Linked DNA regions of Anas platyrhynchos: region 1 is linked to region 2. The links are chromatin contacts, called in public Hi-C maps. All regions are on one chromosome and are shown on one strand. The core of a region is the stretch at or near the end of the contact, and the rest is flanking DNA. Distances in the headings are between cores, read along the strand shown. Region 1 overlaps EEA1 (early endosome antigen 1). Region 2 overlaps NUDT4 (nudix hydrolase 4).

What was found. Hi-C and Micro-C count contacts between places; a contact is called where the count stands out from the background.
Region 1: a contact with region 2 is called in a Hi-C map of subcutaneous adipose tissue, with 2.9 times the contacts expected there. The contact joins two enhancer-like sites. A contact is called at or near these places in 3 of 8 Hi-C or Micro-C datasets (F1 follicle, skeletal muscle and subcutaneous adipose tissue).

The regions. Positions count from the first base shown.
Region 1 is chr1:47,778,489-47,784,890 of IASCAAS_PekinDuck_T2T, reverse strand. It overlaps EEA1 (early endosome antigen 1), which reads right to left. Exons shown (of 30, transcript XM_038178046.2): 24 at 962-1,147; 25 at 355-486. Among named protein-coding and RNA genes, the nearest start is that of PLEKHG7, 50 kb to the left of the region's middle. Within about 2 kb of position 5,055, at least 2 of the 8 cell types and tissues checked have an H3K27ac peak or open chromatin away from gene starts, as enhancers often do. A contact at or near this core is called in subcutaneous adipose tissue, where this site is marked.
Region 2 is chr1:47,563,654-47,569,862 of IASCAAS_PekinDuck_T2T, reverse strand. It overlaps NUDT4 (nudix hydrolase 4), which reads left to right. Exons shown (of 5, transcript XM_027451924.3): 3 at 5,316-5,360. Among named protein-coding and RNA genes, the nearest start is that of NUDT4, 18 kb to the left of the region's middle. Within about 2 kb of position 2,447, at least 1 of the 8 cell types and tissues checked has an H3K27ac peak or open chromatin away from gene starts, as enhancers often do. A contact at or near this core is called in subcutaneous adipose tissue, where this site is marked.

The DNA of each region.
Region 1 (6,402 bases), core at 3,806-6,305, 210 kb before region 2:
GTTCCTAGAACATCTGGAAAACTTCATATTCATGACACTTTGGGACATCTTTTCTACCCTTCAGAATTGTCAAGCAAGGGTATGCACAGTGAATCTACAGTAAAACAGAAAAAAAGCCCCGAAACTAAGAAAAGTCATGTGGTCTACCTGGCCAAGCACACTGGTAACTGGAGCTCCAGTACTATGACTAATCAGGTCAGCATTGCTCAGGAACCCCAGTGAAATCTGTGCTTTGGTTCCCTTATCTGTAGTACTGATATTTACAGCAACCACCTTTGCAAAGCCATTCCAGATAATTTCTGTATTTCTGATCAGGTAACTGAGCACATGAAGATTCATTTTGTTTCAATATACCTTCTCATATTCTTGCTTGCAGACTCTGAGCTCTTCACCCAGCTTGGCACTTTCTTTTTCAAGTCTACTCTTTATTTCCTGGAGCTCTGTTGTTTTACATTTTTCATTAGCCAAGTCTTTTTCTTTCAAAATCTTGAACAAAAAAATACATATACAGATATATATACATACTTAAAAGGTGATAGAAAAGTGACTTCTTCCAAGTCCACAAAAAAAATAAAATAAAAAAACCACCATCTAGTACCCCAAATCCTTAATTACAAAAGCTCTAAGAAGGAAAACAACTGTCACATATCTCCATCCACAGGTAGCAGGTCAAACAATTAGCAGCATGTTTACAGTTTTATATTTAAAATTAATAATGTTTTTCTGCATGTCTAACCACTTAGTACAAATTATCAGTCTATTTTAAAGCAAATTCATTTCAGCTGCCTGTTAGCAGTCTTCAAGCAGGAGGTTCAATAAAATTGCTGTTGCTATGCTCTACAACAGTGGTATGCCCCCAAAACAACCCCTGTTTAGAGATGTACCAGGAATTAATGGGGCGGGGAGAGGGTGAGAGGCTGTGTGTTTCTGTGGGAAGATTTCAAAAGACAAAGACATTTACCCTATCATTCTGAAGATCCTGTAGCATTTTGGCCTTCTCACCCAGCTGCTGCTCCTTCTTTGATGCATCCTGTTCCAGTGCAGACTTTGCTTTCTTCAGTTCCTGGATCTGCTGATTATTATTAGCAATTCGATTTCTGCTGGAAACTACCTCTTCTTGAGCAAGAGCAAGTTTTTCTTCTGTGGACTAATTACAAAGACAACTCTGTAAATTATCTTTCAGTATAAGAGCTTCAGATACTTGACAATCATTTAGTCATTTTCCACAGAAAAACTGTCACATAGCATGCAACAGTTTACTTCAAATGTTGACAAAGCATAATTACAGGAACTTCTGGGTCTTGAGGTTATGCCTAGCAAAAACAAAGTACCCCAGAAACATTTCCGGCTGCAGTACCTACTGCATCCTTCCACAGACAAAATGTGAAAACATCAGAGGGCAAAGAAGGAAAAGTGATTGACAAAAAGAGAATGAACTTGAATTGGCTTACACAAGTTGATTTATTCTCAAGGTAAATGTACTACCTTATAATTCTATACAGATGGTATTTAAGCAACAGAGAAGCTACACTGTGAAGTTTCCAGGAGTGATTCATTATTACTGTATTTTTTCCAATGACTTAACGAAACTAGCACTAGCACAGTCAAGAAATTTTTGAAAATCCTGAAGTGAAATGTGCAACCTAAAAATGCTAGAATCAGAGCAAAATGTTTCACAGTCTCATGTGTATCAGCATTTCAATTCAATCAGATCTTAAACTTCCACTCAAAATCTATTACATACCATAATTTAACTGGCCTCCAACTCTCCTTATTTCCAGGGTGCCCTCATTGTAGCTTTTCAATACATAAAGGGGTCTTATACAAAGGATGGAGAGGGGACTCCTTAGTTGGGTACATAGTGATAGGACAAAGGAGGTATGGTCTTAAATTAAAAGAGAATAGATTTAGATTAGACATTAGGAAGAAATTCTTCACTCTGAGGGTGGAGAGGCACTGGCACGGGTTGTGGATGCCCCATCCCTGGAGGTGTTCAAGGCCAGCTTGGATGGGACATCCACCTGTTCTAGTGGGTGGCATCCCTGCCTATGGCAAGGGGGGTGGAATGGGGTGATCTTCAAGGTCCCTTCCAATACAAGCTCTTCTATGATTTTGTTATACAGAAAAAGACGTCTCTATACAATAGGTCACAGAAACCCAAGTAACAATCTCAAACTCACACCCAAGACTCATTCTATTTGCTCACAGCAAAGTCAAACTTTGAGGCTCTTCTTAATTTAGTATTGTGGAAGAGGGGGTGTTGTGATGTTTTTAAAGCCTTTGGCTTAGCCATGGACTAGCTACATTTAGGAGCATGTCATTTCACAAAGAACCAAAATGGAAAAAATAAACAACTCATCCTCTAAGTCACCAAAATCATGGTACTTGATGGAAACATTTTATGCTAAGATACACAGTGTGAGGTGGGGAGATTTATTATTAACAATTAATTTATTACCTTCTGTGCACCAATAAGCATTTAAATTCTTTCAGAATAAACTACATTCTTTTAGCTGTTACTCCTCTTACTTAAACCCTAATTAAACCTCTGGTACTTGTTCCTTTAAAAAAATCACTAAACTTCAACAACCTTGACTTCACTTAATTATACATCTCTTTTAAGCAGCTCCTGTCTTCATTTAAAAACTGATTTCTGTTTCCTAATCCTTACATGTAGAGTCTGAAGTGTTTTACTGGTAGAATGAGATTTAGTTTGAAATACTAACGTGATGGAACACTGCTGATCCAATACCATTTTCTACAGCTTCAGTCACTTAAAAAATTCAAACTGCCTTTTTGAATTAATTTGCAGACCAATTATTTGTCTTCTGATTTATAAGATTACTATTTTAAACTTCACAAAGTATTAGCTCAAGAAAAAATTGAAGCAAAATAGGAGGTGCTTTTGCAATTTCAAGTTTGTAGCAGAGTGGGTCCTTCAGAAAAGAAAATAAGCCCTCTCTATTCCACTGTGGGCGGTGGAGTACAGTATTTTCCTACAGCTGAGAAAGGATGGGAAGTGTAGCATCATCACAGAACACCTTCACAGGAAAACCCAATAGTTTTTGCAAATTTAGAATGAAGACATGGCTTCATTCTGAAGACATGGCTTTTATTCAGATTTGCTTCTTGCAGAAGTATGATTGTAGACAATTTTGTACAGGATTGTAGACAATTTGTACAGGATGATAAAATTTGGCTATGAAGTGGGTAGCCCAACAAAAAGCTTCACCTATCAGATACTCTTCCCTCAACCATCCCCAAAGTGTCGGTACAGGACAGGCAATCTGACTGTGCCTATGCCCAAGCTAAGACAAGGTGAATGTCCTTAAAAGAGGAGTCAGTATTCAGCTTGCTCTGCAATGTCTTATACATAAACGTTTGCAATATAAGGGACTCTGAATTTTGAGCACAATTTATCTTACTACAGCTAATGCACAGCAAGTGGCTCTTAACTGTGTTGTGATTAACAATAATGCTACTGGCCTTAATTGAGAAAACATTCAATATAACTTTAGCAGTAAATCTACCTTCTATCTATCTGTGCCTTTCTTTCTGCCTTCCTCAGAAGACCCTCACAGCACCCTTTGGAAAACAGCAGAAATCCAGCACATGGCTAAACATTCCAGTTATTGTCCTTGCTCCTGGCTCAGTCTCCAACTAGTTCAGATGGATTCTTTTGGACTCCTGAGGAGCTCACATCTTTAACAGAAAATCACCTCTTCAAAATCTGATGCCATTCACCTTAATTATTGTTCAATTTTGACATCGCTCTCCAAAAATGGTAATACAACCCCAGTCATGAGATTCCTTTTTAGGATGACAGAGAAAACCAAATGCAAGGAAAACATACAGAACAAAAGAAGTCAATCTGGACTAACTGTAAATAAAACCAGATGTTAGGTTGACTGGCTAATTGGTTAACTAATTAACCAATTAAAAGAAAATCTCAGCCCAGTCCAGTACAATTGGGCTGTTGCACTGCAAACAGGCCACATGGAGCCACCAGCAGAACTAGCCGGGTGCTAGGTCCTGGATTCATTCCATCGAAGTGAGGTGCACAAATTTTAGTCTGCATGCCCCTCTCCCCCCACCCAGCTCACAGAAAGGGCATGTCGTTATTCACAGATGATAACCTAATGTCGCTTCACTTCCTCGGCGGTAGGATTAGACTGACTGCAGGCAACTAAGGCTCCTAACTTAGAGACTTAAGGTCTGGCAGCACAACGAGCATCCAGAACATCCACTGAAGATACACAGAGAGTGGTGCCAATATCGGAGGCAAAGAAACATTCTTTTGAGAATACAGAAGAAACCAGGACTGACTACAAAAAGCACAAATGCCAAGACCAAAGAGTATTTGGCAGAGTTCAGGAGAGCAAGACGCACAAGTATGTTAGCACTAACTCAAAATCAAGGCAGAAATAATAACAGCTCTTCGTTTTCAATAAGTCTTGTAAATAAAAATAGTCTTTTCCACAAAAAGGAATCCCATTTATAGATATAAATGATATATATATAAATATATAAACAATACTATATATATATATATAACTTTTGCAAGCACTCAAATCTTGCCCAATTTCTTTTTTTCCATCAGAGACAAAAAGATGAGTTTATTTACTGTTACAGAAGGCAGGTTTTTTAAATTAAACTGAATGTGCAGCATATCGTATCCATAAGAATCTAACTATGTTCTCACTTTAGAATTTGCTACAACACTTCTCACTTTTGCTCTGGGAGACTTACAGCTTCACAGTTTGCATCTGGCTAACACTACATAACTTGGACCTTCTGTTATTGAACCAGAAACTGAAGTGTTAAGGGGGCGTTCAATTTTTCAGCCTGTGCTGCTGGTGTGCCAGGCAGCTGCCCGCTTGCTCTGCCTCTAGCTATGCACAGCTAGCTCTCACGCAGTGCTGCATCCCCAACTGCGAAACTTCATGTAAGCATTACTCACTTTTTATCACACGCCAGTCTCACAGCTCCCTCAGCCCGAGGTGACCAGCAGCCAAGCAGCCTGGCAGTGATATTCCAGCCAGAAGCCAGCAGATGGTGCTCTGCGTACAGCCCCGCTCACTGGGCTTCAAACCATGCTCACTAAACACAGCTGTGCAAGGACTTCATACTTCTGCTAGAAATCCTGCAATAAGACATCTAAGCTTACCTAATACACAAGTTCTAAAAAGTTCTTCTACTGTCTACCAGTAATATCAAGAGCATTCTGGACCCCAGCCCTCCTTGGTTCCAAACCATCCAAAATTTGTAGCTCTGGCTCAAATCATCTGCTTTAATTAAATAACTCCCCTAAGGACAAACATAACGCACATAACTGGCTTGACTATGAATCTTTGCCACAGAGTTCTTCTGATTTGAGTGGCACTTTTGTGTTCAGCTCTCCAAACTAGCATTAGTCTTCCTTGACACTTTTTATAACTAGTCTGAGAAAGCAGCAAAGAATATCATTACTATTTTAGTTTAACATTGCAATGAGACAGCACACTTGTGATTAAACATATATTGGCCCTGTCCTTTTTCCTCTCCTGGATTTTACAGAAAAAAAGCAAAGCGGTGCCAAGCAGACCTCACTATCCATAATTATTGTAAATAATTATAAATAAATAAACAGCCATGCAAACAGCCTCCAAACTGGTACATCACCTCAGCACCGAGGACACCAATATTTTGCAGGCTTTTTAGGCTCCACAGATATTTACATAATAAATACTGTTACCTGTTCATATTAACAGTCTTATTCTCCTGTTGCTAGTCACTTTATTTATATATTACAGGTGTTGCTGGTCACCTGTTCCTATCACCTTATTTTACCTTTTTGCACTGATGCTCCATCTCTCCCTTGTTACCATCCCAATTCAGGTTTAAAAGCACATGGGAGACCTACTGTCCCATTTTATATTTGTCAGAACTAGAAGTCATCGAGCTGGATTAATAATACTTATTCAGAGCTATCTTTGCAGCAAGCAATATTTAAATGAACATCCAATGCTTGTACAGGTCACTGCATTACCAATTTAAATTATACCATAATTACCAATGTGTTGATCTAAACACATTCTGGGAAATTAACTCAGAAAGGAGGTTAGCAAGCTATAGTAACTAACTGTATGATTAAACCACCTTTACTTGTTAAGCAGGCCAAAGTTCTTTATACCCTTGCACAAGGATTCAATCAAGCAGCACCAAAAATAATGCTAATCTGACTTGCAGGAAAATGTGGCAGGTAATCTAATGTCACAGAGGAAGAGTATGATTAAGAGAAATCCAATGATGTACACATAAAGGAGCTACTTTTCTTTTTCTTAAAGGAACTCAAAACATTGAGTTTGGTGAGGACTCCACAGCTCACATGGAGCTATCTGAAATAGCCACAAAACCTTTAAT
Region 2 (6,209 bases), core at 1,198-3,697:
AGTTGCTGTGGGGGCTTGACCAACTATTCAAAAGCTAACAGTGGTCAAGCATCAGTTTGCAGACAGTGCAGTGCTAGACACAGTTGTCAGTTTAACTTCATAGCCAAGCAGTATCACAGTGGGAGTTGTGGTACGGAGGCTGATAATTAGTTTTCTGCTACACCAATTCTGCTCAGAGAATATTTCGTGTACTTAAAGTTGTGGCCTTGCTCACAAATTTCTGCAGTGGTGTGGTGAGAGGGGAGCGAGTGGGGAAGGGTAAGCAGCAGAGGTGCAGAATATGGTTAGGGGGTACATTGTGGAGCATACATGTGGTACAAATTTCTGTTAAAGTCCAATCAGAGTGCATGTGCTGCCCAGACATTGCAAACTTCATGGCTGCATCATAAAGATATACTAAGACATTGGTTACTCCTGAAGAAAAAATTTTGCAGATGATGCATAGGAAAAAACAGGATACTGTTTTTCAGAATGCTGAAAACATCTGCAACCTACAGATTCAAGTGTGAGTCTTCAAAAATTGTCTTGTATCCATTGAAATTTGACATGTTACCTTAACCGCAATACTGCTGCAGTCAAAATTTTCAGTAGGAGCCTTCATGATAGAAAAGCTGCATGTTATGTGTCTGAAAAAATGTCACTATTAGTGTTTATACACTGTGAGAAACTTTCTGAAGTTAGAGAACCCAACAGATCTTGACTGGTGCTAACAGGGGTGTTTTAGTTACAGGCTGAGTTTTTACTCATCCTTACTATGGTGACTACACCTTTTTTTTATGGTATTCTCAAGTAAGGTGTGACCTGCCAGCCATGCCTCAGCTCTTATCTGTGCTTGAAAGTACATAAAGGTTTTTCAGAAGCTAGGGGCTTTAATAAGCAACAATTATTTGAAGATGCTTGTTCTACAGCTTCAGGATTTTCAGCGTTTGATGGCTTGTGTATCCGATGAACATTAAAAGTTCATGTCCTAATTTAAAGTATTATTAAACTCTGGGCTGAATCTTGTGTTTTGCCATGAGACTGCAAAGGAAAGTGCCACTTTTGATCAAAAGCCAGCATGGTATTCAGGGCTTTGACTTGAATCATGGAAATTCATACTAACCTTTCTAGAGATGGATGTCCTTTCTATTTTTATACTAAGGTCAGTATCACCTGGCAAGCTGGTTACAGTGCAGTGAAGTGAACTGTTAAGGGTTTTGTGAATGAATAAACTTCAAAGCAGGCACACTGTGGCACTGGTTTGAACTGTGTTTCTTCAGTCTTGGGTCATGCATAAACTAACCGTCAGTTACCATTAATTTATTAAAACGGAGAAACAGATCGTGGGTGTTGTAGTGGCAGTTCCTAGTGGTAGGAGTGTTAATAGTTCACAGTACGAGAGCCCACTGGCTCTAAAAGTCCCTTGGTTCCCCACCAAAATGGAGCATTTAAAATCCTTGTTTTAAAACACAGACGAAGATCAAATGTAGTCAAATATGTATGCACTGCAGTCCTACAGTCAGATTGTGTGACTTCAGATTTTTTTTTTTATCCTTAAGCTCTGTTTGTATTGGGGTTTTTACATCTAGTAAATAATGTTTCTGCTTTATCATTGTTATTTTCTATAAATTGAACATCTGTCTTTTATGGGTTATAGTAGCTAAGATTCCTTAGGTAACAATTCCTTTGGTACAAGTTTGTACAAACCTGAAACTAGGATAACAAAGTGAAATTACAGTATAAAGCAGTCCCAGAAACATATTAAACCTTGTTTAACTGTGGAGCTACTTTGTTAGTGAATTTGGAGCTTAGTCTTCAACAAGGTAGTATGAAAGGTAGAAATGGGAATTGCTTGCACACAGGGTGTTCAAAGGGAAACACAACAGAAATAATGGTGATTAAATGATTACGATCTTCCTCTCAAAAGGAATAAACACCCTCCCGTTCCCTTTTCTTCCATCTCACTAAAAAGACTCTTGCTCTATTTGTACCTAGTAGTATACTGAATTGCCAGCCAAAAAACATTCAATTCCTCCCTGACCTGTGGGAATACAGCTTCTGAGAAGAGGAGGCAGATTCTGATGGTTAATCTGCTGCAGCAGTGTAAGTGCCAGTAATGTTATCTAAGACCTCTCAAAGGAAATAAAGGAATCTGCTTTAGTGAGCAGCTAATAGTTGAAAAATGATTGGGTGTTCCAGACTGGAACTATGTAGATACTTAAAAGAAAAAAATAACATCCTTTCAAATTAAAGATTTTGACAGGCACAATGAAACACTGAGTTCTATAAAAGTATGCAGAAGAGAGCAAGGGTAGCCTTGCACTGTCTTTTCAGGAGAGTAGCCAGTAAAGTACTATCCAACAGATCCCACAGTTAAAATAACTCTTCTGTATTGCAGATTTTAAGCAACTTTCTGCCCTGGTAGACTGTTAGCCTAAAAATAAAATTCCAGTGTGACTCTTGCTCCATCTACAGGAAACCCAAGGCAAGCATGACTGCACCTCCTGCAGGGCAGTGGATCAGGATCGGCCAGCAGTGAGTGACCTCCAGGCCAAAAAAAATACGAGATAAAGTGTTTACTCCTGCGGTTGGATTTAGACTTAATATTAAATACATGTATACATTCAGATTTAAGGAATCTGAAATAGAAGAAATCTACCTGGTGCTTATAGACATGCAGTAACTTGTCTGATAAAGGAAATGCTGTTTATTCAAACTTCCTCTTGAAGTTTAGTGTCTTCAAGTAGCCTTTGGATTTTTTTTATTTAAAAAGCTGTGTTTTGTTTTAACAACATAATGGCTGTGGGAAGAAAGATGAAATTGTTCAAACTCTAGAATTTGCTATCGTGTTGAGTTAAAAGCTTAAAACTGGGAGTGTAGGAACTTTATTTGACATTCCAGGAAAAAGATAAAGCATTTCTTGGTCCTCTAGGACTCATTTATGATTTATTTTGAAGTTACTATGTAAAGGAAAGAACCTGGAGGAAATATTTTTGTTAGCAAAAGTACTTTTTAATGGTCTGTCAATTTAATGGCACTTTTTAAATTATGAAGATGATTCAGTCAAGGTCAGAATAGATTATTTGCAGAGGAAAAAAGTTATGAGACTTTTGTCTCTGTTAGAAGTTGCTGCCTTTTTATATTTTGGGGTATGAAAGTTTTGAAAAATGCTTCTGTCTGAAGGAATGGTGCTACGTTTTGGAAGCATGTATCTTTTGCCTAGAGATTAACTAGAAATCAGTGAGAGATCACATCTACGTGACACCATCTGGTTGGGCAAAAGCTTCATTCTGAGCTTTGGGGGATTTTTACACTTAATGTCATGGAGTGCAGCTAATTGTTTCATTCACAGTTACTCAGTTGAGTATTTGTTTAAACCACTGATTTGTATGGAGGGAGAACAGAAGCTGTTAAAAAGTAAATTCCTTGTGCTCCTTGTGAAATTGATGATAGATTCACATTGTGAATATGGGACACTAAGAAATGGAGAGAAAAAGAAAGCTCTGCAAGAAAGCTATTTAATATTGGTAATGGTGTTTGTGCCATGTGTTAGTTAATTTTGAGACTCCCACTCACTAGTTCAGAGAAATTCTCCTGTGTTTCTTGTGATTTTTTTTTTTGTCTGTCAGCATTCTTGTTGTCAGAGTCCTGCCCGTGATAGTAGTGGATGTAAATGCTTTCCCAGATCTTTGATATAAATAAGGCCTTGGCTAATTCTAAACTCCTGAAAGTTTGGGAGGATGTTTTTGGGTGGCTTTCTTTTTTTTCATTTATTTCAAGTAGAAATCTTGAAGAATATAGTGATTCCTAGATTTTGCTGCTTGAGAAGAAGGGCAAAAACTGAGGATAGACATTAACTTCTGGCCTCTTTAAGTTCTGCTTCTTCTTCAGAAGGTACTATAATGCTGAAGAGATTAGGAACAAAAAGCTTGAACATTTATTTAGGGTGTTTCTCTAGGCTCCTGAAGTCTTTCATTGCTCTGTGTGAAGCACAAGCAGTCTTTGGTGTCTCTTGGGGCCTGTCGCTTCCATAATTAACATGCTGCCTAATCACTTATCCAACAGGCACAGTTAACATTTCAGCTTCATGAGCTCGAACAGGTATCTCTTTCAGCACATGACCAGAGTAATGTATACAGTTTTGCATCAACTTTAGGGCTAGTTTTTGCTCTAGATAAACAAAATGCTTTTTTGTTGCAGGGGCTGAGATCACATTTCTTTCATCAAAACTGCTTAATAAATAACATCAGCCATCTGCTTTCTTTAAAAAGAGAGACACAAAACATTCACTTGTGAGATCTTGATTAGACTTATTGCCAAAGCCTGCCCAGTTGTCTGTCAGAGTTGCACATTAAAATGTAAATAAGATCCATATGGTCCTTTGTATAAAGACACAAGACATCAGTAACTTTCCTTGATTAAAGCTGGAAACAAAGACTGAACACTAGAAAATGGCATCTTAGCACTAAGAAGCCCTGTTTCAACTACTGGTTATACAAAGCAAGACAAAATGTAGATATGGCTTAGTCTACCAGTAGACTGCATACATGTTCAGATCTTGATGATCATAATGGATGACCATAAACAACTTATCTTGGAAGAGGCATTGTATATTACTTCTGTAAAAACAAACCCTGGAGTATTAGTAGGATACAATGACCGCCTTAACTGTTGAAAAGATTACTAAGCACAGGATGACATACATAGGGGTTATTTAAGAAACTAGGAGCAAATCTCTAAATGTAAATTTCTTTATAATGTTACTAACTAGAAAAATAATTCAAAGCTGTAGAGATCTGGAAATATAAATTTAGTTTTTAAATGACATGCCAAAAGCTATGCTTTCATATGAAAGCCAGCATACCTTAATGCTTTATGCTGTAAGATCCATCCTTTTACCTGCAGTTCAACTTGTTGCTTTATTTTGAGGACTTGGACTTGAGTTTCTGTAAGAAATAGCAATGGAATTTTGATAATTCTGTCTCTAGGAAAGCTACCCTACTACTTTAACTTACCTCTTAGGCTATCTTCTTCCCTGGATAATTTTTTCAGTATTGGATGTCTCTAATAAAATACAATTCACAAAGTCCATGGTAAATAAAACAGTATTTTGGTCTGGATGGCAGTGCTTGAAAGAATAATATATTCTTTAACCCACAGAACACAAACTTGTCCTAGTGTAATATTCCGAAGCTAGAAACTCCAGAAGCAATGCAGCACTGTGTAGCTAAAACCTATGTTGAAGCACTTGCTGAAATGTTGCTATAGTATATTGCAGTTTTTTAAATTAAAAAGCACATGTTAATACTTTTTTTCCTGTCTTTTTTTTTTTGTAGGCTGGAGTAAAGGGAAAACTAGGCAGACTGCTTGGGATATTTGAGGTGAGATATTTCATTTACTTCATAAAGATATCTTTTTTTGGTGGGGCTGGGGAAGGGGTGGAGTGTCTGTAGTTCGACTCTCATGGGGAAAAAACAAAATAGCTTCCATGCAACAGAGTCAGACTTAAGTTGTTAAGTGTTACTTGCCTGTACTTTTGCTGTGCAGCTTTGAATGCTGCTGGAAGATGCATCAGACAGGTGTTTTTCTTCTGTTGCTACATGATGGGTGAAGGTTTGAGTAAGAGTGATACTTAGAATTTTTCTGGGAAATCAGTATCTAGCAGAATAAAAAGAACAAAACAAACTGTGGACTGGCTGCAGCACAGTGACCTTTCACTGTGTGGATTACCTCTGTCAGTTCATGTATTTGATTTAGCTTGTTCAAAAAAAGTCTGTGCTTTCAAAATAGGTGGTTAGTGCTGCTAACATGGCAAACCTATAGAGGTAATAGGAGTTCTGCATTTGTCATGATTGGAAACAGATGCTATTGTACTTGTACTTACTGAGTGAAACTTCTGAGCGTTGTATAGGTTATCAGGCCACATTATATAGTGGTTCCCTCTTGACAAAAAAAAGCCTTTCATATAGGAACTTGAGTTGTGAAAACAGTTCTAGGACATGTAATTAATCACAGTACAGTACAACACATGTAGAGGATAAGTAGTGGGTAGTACTAATGGGCAACTGCTAATACTAAACAGGGTGACCAACAGCACAGAATACCAGTTTCCCATGTATCGGTACAGATGGTTAGTCTGAAAATAAGAGCTAGGGTTTACTGGCAAATATTCTCCAGGGTAAGTAGCTGCTAATCTTACAGTTGTGGAAAGTCTGTAATACTTTATTTTT